Regions from separate parts of the Gasterosteus aculeatus genome. Here region 2 is linked to region 1. A link is a contact called in public Hi-C data. All regions are on one chromosome and are shown on one strand. The core of a region is the stretch at or near the end of the contact, and the rest is flanking DNA. Distances in the headings are between cores, read along the strand shown.

What was found. Hi-C and Micro-C count contacts between places; a contact is called where the count stands out from the background.
Region 2: a Hi-C map of skeletal muscle shows a contact between it and region 1, with 4 times the contacts expected there. The contact joins two enhancer-like sites. A contact is called at or near these places in 3 of 6 Hi-C or Micro-C datasets (skeletal muscle and tail fin).

What each region holds. Positions count from the first base shown.
Region 1 is chr10:8,248,543-8,253,416 of fGasAcu3.hap1.1, reverse strand. It overlaps trps1 (trichorhinophalangeal syndrome I), which reads left to right. Exons shown (of 12, transcript XM_078081432.1): 12 at 1-2,045. Among protein-coding and RNA genes, the nearest start is that of trps1, 89 kb to the left of the region's middle. Within about 2 kb of position 1,351, at least 1 of the 9 cell types and tissues checked has open chromatin away from gene starts, as enhancers often do.
Region 2 is chr10:8,430,910-8,435,232 of fGasAcu3.hap1.1, reverse strand. All of the region lies in intron 1 of LOC144383549 (a long non-coding RNA gene), which reads left to right. Among protein-coding and RNA genes, the nearest start is that of LOC144383549, 4.4 kb to the left of the region's middle. Within about 2 kb of position 2,847, at least 3 of the 9 cell types and tissues checked have open chromatin away from gene starts, as enhancers often do.

The sequences.
Region 1 (4,874 bases), core at 102-2,601:
TTTTTTTCTGTTTGTCTTCACATGGTTTTATAGGGAAACTTACCAGACCTAAACGTTCTCATAAGGATCAATTATTTGCATTAACTGAATGAACTTTTGCTCTGTATTGAGTCTACAGAACTCCTTGCCTACAGCGTTTGACGCAGCCTATCGTGTATATCTGCGAGTGTGAGGTTACCTCTATGTAGCATGTTAGCGTCTTATGAAATCTGCAGAATACGTTGCCTTTTTCTATGGATGGAAGCTGTTCCACTTTTGACCTTAATAATACTGAACAGACACGAGACGTCATTGTAAAGTTACATTTTATATTTCACTGAAGGGAAATGACCATGTTGCTAACTCATCCCACTTCTCTGCCATTCGATACCAATGTTTGGATTCTAAAATGTTCTAAATTAAGAAAAAGACCTGCCTGATACCTCTTCACCGTTTGTTTTCAATAGTCATGACAGGCAGGTCCTCAGAAAAAAGGAGCAACACAGTGGCCATCTTGTTTATTTTTATAAAGAGAGAATCACTCCTTCTGCCTTGCTGCCTTAGTTTGCAAAAAAAAAATGAAATCACCAAGAGACTCTTTGAAAGAAGTGTTAGTAGGCCAAAAGAAAGACAAGAAGCAAGAAAGAATGAGAACAAGATATTTTTCTATGCTTATCCAAGAGACAAGAATGAAAAATGTTCCGCCTAGTGCCTGTTAACTTGTACAGTTTTTCTAACAAGTGTAACTTTCTGTGTCTAAAAGTATTGTCATCAGTCGGCTGATGAGACTCACGAGAAGTCTGACTGCTATATTTAATTCCCACGTACCGATACTATCATTATAATGCTTGATTGTCTGCTGTCTGGTTGATCAAATACTTATTATTTCTAAGTATTTTCAGCCTATGGGAAGATCTGTATGAGCATTTAAAAAATGAAGTTGGTTGCTATGGTAACTTTCAATCGCTAGTTATCTGGATGTAATTTTCTGCATGTATGTACACGAGTCTGTGGAAATGCTGAGACACACAGTACGCCTTGGTACCTTTAGTGTGAAAGTTGTTCTGTACTGTGGGTTTATATGCAGATGAATTATGACACGCAGTCAAGGTACCAGAAGGCCCAAATCATGGTAAATGTTTCCGTCTGCATTTTTGTTCTCTAAAGAGTTTGCTTAAAATCTTTACCATTCATGACTCTTCACACCGATGAAACTAATTCAAAAATGATGATTATGTAAAGAGAATCTGATTCAAATGGTGTTCAATCTATAGGAAATATCTTGTGCCAATGTGTTTAAGTTTATTTTATGTTTTTGGGGCTGCTAGCATAATGAAATCTGTTTACATTTGAAAATGTAGCAAAAGAAAAGAAGCAGGAATGAAGCAGTGCTTCCTTAAAAACCAGAACAAAAGGAAGGGCCGGCGGAGATGGATAGAACGGTGCCTTTGAAGAAAATATGAGCAGACGGTAGATAAAGAGTAGCTAACAAATCTAGGTTAATGGATCCATTTAGCCTTTCCTCTGTTGTCTTGTATCCGTGTCATCTAATTTGACCAAGACTTCTCCATCTCATCTTTCCTCATATCTGAGCACCTGTTTCTCCAACCCACTGACTCCCTCCTCTCTTCTCCCGAGTAATGCACGTGGGACGGTATTTTGGTAATTCGGTCATGCTGTTGCTGACTGGCAACAGATTTACCCCAGAACTGACAACCTTTGTGCTCGTGTTTACCTTGCTGAGTTGCATCCCACTCAAATGGGCCGTGGGTTTGTTGAAAGAAATCTCAGATACTTGGCGAAACAAAGTTTTCAGATTTAGGTCAATTTGTTTGCCAATGGGACTCATCTAAGATACGTATTCCAAAAATGTCCTCCTTTAAACAATGAAACGTCCTTTTGCTAAAGATTGTAGGGGGATTTCTAGGAAAAGTAGGGCAAAGATATAAAAAACTGGATGAACTATTTATGTTCAATCGGAGTGATTCTGATGCCAAAATGTTTTAGTAGTAATCTTTTGAAACTTTCTAAGTAAAAAGAAAACGGCCTTGATAGAAGAAAAAAAATGCTCAAACACACACTTTTCATATAGTTGGTGCTCTGCAGAACCGTTTTCTATCCAGATGTCTTCTTCAGTGTTTATGCCAGCTTAGCATTAACGTCTCCCAAAGGTCAAGGAAGGACACCGCTTATGTCAACCATGCGTTTGTTGATGATGAGAACATTTCAGCTGGCTGTGTATGAAAATAGACAACATCATTGTTTATACTAATCCTGCAGTACACACTTAACGCCGGTGTTTTGGGTTTGATGGTATTCTACATCAGCGTTTACATGGGGGGGGATGGGGAGGTGGGGGGGGTTGACAAGTGTTCATTTTTGTCTTTCTCAGCATGCGTGGTGGAGAAGCATGCTGTTGCTTGCACTCCAGTTATTATGTTCTCATTGCAAAGGAACACAGAGACGCACGTTGGCTTGAGTGTACATTTTGGGGATGCACAGTAATAATCATGGGAGACAAGGGAGCTACAGGCCAGTTTACTATTGGTCAGACACACATGCATGAACACACATCGACTATGTACATTTAACCAATATATTTTACTAGAATTTTGTCTCCTTTTAAGTTGTATGGCTTTGATATCATGTTTTGTTTCTTTAGGTTATTTTCTTTCTCATGTGTTTTATTCCGAACTCTTTCTGTACGTTATGTTTTCTGGTTTCATTTCATGCGAAAATGATATTTCAACATTTTTTTTGACCGCCAAGAAAAAGTTTGTTACACAGCTAAACTTGAAGAATAATGTTGACGATGATGACGATAATAATTAATAAAAGTAATAACAAACATACTGAAAAGGGGCAATATGAGTGGTTCATTCGTGAGTGATTTACTGTGACAAAGAGAGGAAGAGAATTAAATCCTGGATCAGGTTGAATCCACTCATCATGTGATCAAAGACTGGATAGATGCAATAGAACGATCCTAAAGCTTTAAACGTATCTCCTGCTGCGCCGCAGCATGTAGCCACGAGCGCCGCCTCTTTTTCCCACTTCACTTTTTCTACTTTACAAGCTTGCTTTTCGTCCTCGTACACGGTCAGTATTGGATTTTTTGCTGCTCACCACGTACCCCGGAGATCAGATGCATGTAGCACCACATCACGCTGTTCGTTTCAAGTGTTTTTTCGAGCAGAACACTCTGATGTGTCGTTAACATCGGCCGTGCTGTTTGACGCTGGTCTTAGGAAAGACAGTGGTTGACATGTTGTAGAGCAATTTATTGTCCCCGGCGGATGGATCCACTTGGTTTACTATAAATTTAGTATTTGATGTACACATGAACATTTTTCTGTACGGTCAACATTTTTTTTTTACAAAAAACAACAAATGTTTGCGTCTCAACATCATTTTAATGTCAACCCTCGTGTCCCTCAGGATACATTTCTATTTTGCCTACCAAGTCAACCAAGGATTTCAATATCCAGATTAGACATAAAATTCACTATTTAAATAGTAATTTACTGCATTTTACAGTCAAAAGGTCAACTCCCCAAACAAGACAATAGGAAGATTTCTCTGACGAAGAGGATTTTACCGACCCGGTCATCTTCCTCTGTCATTACAACGGCACAGAAACTTCCATTTAGTGCAACAGAATATCAATTATTTACATGTTCTGGGGTTACTGTTTATTTCATGGCAAAGACCTGAGAAAGCATTTGGACCTCAGCCAGAGGCTCATTTCTCATCACCGCACACAGAATCTTTTCAGAGGCTGTTTTAATTCTCCCACAATCCTCCTCTGGGCACGGGTACCATGACAGACTTAATCAGAGCAGCGCTGCGATCTGTCAGACTTGTAAGACTTGTAATCTTCTCGTCTATACAATGTTCAGCATTATCAATCTATCTTTGTGTTCAGAAGATGAACGCTGATTGGAGTTGATTAAGTCTGCTTTACAGCTGGTAGCCGGGTGCCGCTTAAACGTGTGCGAGTGCAAAAGTGTGCGATGATCGGGGGGAAGAAAGTGGAATACTAAAAAAAAACCCTGCTGTCTGCACAGACACATAATCATGGACCCGTTAAAGGCAAACGAGGAAAAGTATGAATGTGACAACATGCAGCAATACATGGACACGCTAATTGTTAATGCTAAAACGGGACCAAGGTTTCAGATGGGCAGATGTTTCACACCTGCACACTTTGCATTGTCTGTAGAGCTCAAATATCCCCTCTGTATGCACCCCCCCCCCCCCCCCCACACACACACAGCTCCCGATCCCCACCTGCCTGTCAGTCTGTTTAAACAGCTCGCAAACATCATTTCTGTTTTATTTTAAGTCATGTTTATGTATGAGTTACCAACAGTGTTGACTGAAGGTACCTGTGTGTCAAAGAGCAACATGTTAAGGAGGCGCGTGTGTGCATGTGTGTGTGTGTGCAGATGTATTTGAGTATTTTGTGTAAATGTGGGTCACTTGAGATGTACTTTTTTTCAACTTCCACAGGGTGTGTGGATGACGTTTTGGATTATGAATGTGGCTCATGTGGACAGCTGTGAAGAATGACGAGAGTATGAGAGAGAACCATGGAGGGAAACAGTAAGGGAGAGAGAGAGATGATGATCTGGCTATGAGACATATTGAATATTGAATGATTTCAAACAGTGACCGCTGTGTGCGCTGATTTCATATTCATTTTGGGATATAAAGCTCTCCCGCTACGTAGCTAGCGAGCGAGCTAGATGGGTGGACGTTGCTATTCATTGAATCAATCATTTATAACCACATGGGCTACTGTAAGATGAACTGCATCTCTGCCTCTCACTAATCCCAGTTCCCGCTGAAAGCAAAATTACAGCTCTCCATCGCCTCAGCACCTCGGGCGAGCA
Region 2 (4,323 bases), core at 1,598-4,097, 180 kb before region 1:
ACAACAATCCGTATTCCCTCCACCCCCTTACTCTACATGGTGAATAGTTACTTTTAAATCTATTCATTGTCCTGTCAGAATGAGAACCGTTCATTTGCTGTACGTTGCACAAACTAGGAATTGAACTCGTTGAGATGGTGCAAATATATAGAGACCATGTACCTAATGCAATAAACAAAGATGATACGTTATTTAAGAAGAAAAAAAGCCAGAAATTCATGTACAATAACGTGTTGGGTGTATTAAATGTAGAAGGATGTGAAAAAAAATAGTCCTTGGAATGTGGAGTATGGGATACGTGGGAGTCTGTGGGGGTCCCGCTCTGTAGATGAGGAAGAAGCTGTTTGTGGAGGGAGGCCTTGGTCCCGATGGACCGCAGCCTCCTAACAGGGAGCATAACGGAAGTGTTGTACAGTTTGGGGCTTGTTTTGACACACAGATGGTTAGCATGGATAGTTAAAGTATTCAGAATGTGGAAATTTGAAACACACACTTTCTGTCCACCCGCGGTATCCTTTTGATGAGTATTCATAATTAATGTGATTATAATAAAGTAGCTATGGCTGTCTGGCAAGTTGAGGAAATTACATCGCTTTGCTGTCATGCAGTCTTTAAACATTATCAAAAAACCTAGACGATAACTAGTGTGTGTGTGTGTGTGTGTGTATATATTATATAATATATATATAATTTCTATTCAAACATGTTTTTTCCCTTTTCAATCTGTGAACAACTGATATTTTCAAAGCAGCATGTGCGGACATCTTCCAGCGTGCACCTCACAGCGGTCGACTGACAGGTGGATGGTCCGGGCTGAAAACAGCACGATCACAAACAGAGTTTGGCTCCAGCTGTGAAGAACATGTATATAGATTTCATGTTGTATTTTTTCACAGCCCAACTCTTGAGCAACATTTAGCAGAACTTTTGTCAAGCAACACACAGACGCAGCGAAAGATTGGATTGATTACTAACATTTGCGTGGAGATCATCATCATTAATTATGCAATTGTTGAAGTAGTGTACTCGCTGGTACCGGGTTCTTGGACGTTTTAATTGCTTGGTGCCAGAAGCCAGGCTGATAACACTGCAACATGTTCTGTCGCTGTGGTTTGTGTGGCAGCGCAGTGATGACTCACATTTATGTTCCGTCACTGACGTGATTTCTCTCTCCTATAGGCCACCATCAGAAAGTCTCTTTACAGCGCTGCTGTTCAAGCAGTGGATTGTGTGGATGGTAGTGCGCTGCTTGCAGGATGTCTCCAGTGCGGTTCTGCAGTATCTTTGGGGACATTTGTGCATTCATTGAATGCAGAGTTGAAGTTAGAAAAGGTTCTTGATTTAGAACAAGTAATATTTAGGTCCCTGGCCGGCACTAAAAAGTATTGACATTTTCGCATACCCTGCATGCAGACACACACATAGTTTGAAGGATAAACACAGCCAGCAAGACGCGCACATGGAGCGAGACTGACGGACAGTCACACACATTCATATTTGCACGGTGAAAGGCAGAAATAACGATAAGCTCTAAAGAGGCGTGTAAATGCTATTTCAGTTTGCTTCGTGTGCAGTCTTATTTTTCAGTGTGGGTGCCCATATATATGTGTGCGGGTGTGGGTGTTTTTTTCAGTGTGTGCTTGTGTGTGCAATGATGTGGGTCGTGTACTCATGCCAGGAGTGTATTGTTGTCACCTAAGGCCCTGTCGCATCATTTGTACGGTTTCCACACTGACTGTTGCACACACACACATGCACAAAGTAGTGGCAGGTGTCTACCTCGTCAGGAGAGCAAAGCAAGAGGTGTGCCTCTGTGGATCTGCCCGCATGTTTGTGTGCTTGTGCACGAGCACAGGTGTGAGTCGGTTGATAAAGTTTATCAGCTCAGGGCACGTTGCTGTCGGCAACCCAGTGTTGTGAAGGGAAAAGGCCACGCAGACAAAGTGTGTTCATGTGTGTGTCACACAAACACACATGCATAGACACACAAACACACACACACATTGAAGTATAGATTTAAATCCACTTTGAAGAGAAAGAGGTGTCATTATATTCAAAAGCTGATATTTCACAGTACAATGTCTGCAGCGCCTGAAACATCCCATTTTTGTAAGTGAAATGATTGTAATAGACACACAAACAACAACAACAACAATATACACAAAATACCTCTACATTCTGGTCAAAGCCACATTTTCAATGTCTGTAAACCAAATCCAAACATCTTCCTATGCAACTATGTGGCTGCTATTTTCAAGTCTGCACACAGATTGTCCACTACATCCCAATAATTAACCCTCTGTCAAGCAAAAATACTCACCCAGCATTTCCCCTGACTGGCACAGATCGACTTGACTTATTAGTTGGCAAAAGTTGTGGATAGCACCTGCCACTTTCTTTTTTTGGTTCCACCTTAGTTGAGGTTCCAAGCTGATACTAGACCGTTGTGTTAAAACCCTACAGAACGCTGGCTGGTCAGATAGAATCATCACTACTCGTCTCCCGTGCGTCGCGGGACATGCCCAACAAACCCACGACTTACCCTCACCGTTGGCACGGAACACGGTTCAGGCTATTGGCTGGTGTGTAGATTTGTTGGTGTGTAGATGCGGCACCCTGGAGACACACAAGTCGAGTTCCTGTGTGCCGCTTCCCACCTGCCGAAATCAATGGGAGGCTGTTTGCCCTGCATACGGCTAACAACCCCGGCCCAGGCTCCCTTAAGGTGGACTGTGATGTGGAACAGCTATTTTCAGTTTGGTGAAGAGCTGATCCTCTAAGTTTATATATATATAATCGTATAGATGATTAAACAAGTAGACTTGCTGAGTGATTGTATGTATGGCCGTGTCAGTTTCAGTTTCAGAGCGGTGTTGCCATGGCGATCAGTTAAGAGATCGGCCTACATTAAAGGAGTCTCCTCTGCTGTGGATATGGGATTAAAGTGCCTGGTACCTTGAGGAACATATAACCCTATCATGCAGTGGACATTTAATGCAGACCACTTAAATAATTAACCCAATTGATTTTACTGCCACGCTATATTTACATGTTTAGTAAGGTGAGTATCATCATTGGCCCATGCAGAAAGGTTTGACCCCAGCATTTGACTGCTGGTCAGAGGAATCCACAGCGACCAAAACCTTTTGACTTGCTTGTAAAATTTGTGGGAGAAAAATGTGTTTCCTCCCGCCTGCTACTGAAGTGCCTCTGAGCCAATTGACCTTCAAGTGCTCCAGTGGCTCCGTGTCTAAAAGAGCATGACTATACACTGGGCAGCTCCCAGCTGAGCGGAGAGTCACAGCAAACCTCTGAAACTGCTCATTGAGAAAAATATTGTTGTTTTTGTCCACAAGACCCTTTGTGCGTGGTTCCCTCAGCCCTCTCTTGTCCACGTCCATGATGTTCCATGTAAATCAACCAGACATCCTCGAACTTCATGCTTTCCTTTCCGGCAAAAAGAACAACTCTTTAGTTCAAGCATAAAAAATGTGGAGATCTGTTATATGATATCAAATAGATATTGCCCTGATAAAGTGAGTTGGGTATTGGCCATGAAGCACCCTTTCCACATGAAGTACTTTGTGTCGATATCATTATAAAATTCAGTGCTATCTGTTGAATACATTTGTCCAGGGTGAGCTGCTGACAATTTAGTGCCATATTATTCTCTGGCCCCATTTTCCTTACAAAATGCAATCATCCAAATGGGTTCCACACACTAAGGTTAACATATTTTAAAATATAGAGAGAAACAAAACACTGGTTGATCCCAATAATGGACGGCTGCTCATTGAGATGCATACTTTACTTACTGTCAGAGGTTTCATAGAGCAAACTATCAGTTTGAAAAATAATTATCTGTATCCGTCGATAATGAACGTTACTCATCTTGTTCTTCCTCATTCATATTTCCACCCTCCTTTCTACTGATGAGGGATTGCACACAAGAGTAGCATTAGTTTTGACAAACGAATATGTAGAAAATAAAATGATATTGGCAATGTCCTGAGAGGTCAAATTAATGTTGAATAAATATGTTATCATAAACTCATGTGATCCCTTGGGTTTTATAAGATTAGCTTTCTCTCCTATACCCCCTAATCTATATCATGAGTTCGTATTATGGATGTTGAATTTAAATAAAGAAGATACTCATCAGTCTTGCATTAAAAAGGATGCTGATGTGCAGCCGACTTAAGATTGTCCCACGTCTGAGCATCCTTGAAAGCACCACAAAGGACACTTGCGAAACAGTCTCTACTTTCAGCTGCAGGATACCATGCAATGATAATGGTGATAAAAAAGAAAAAGGAAAAAATA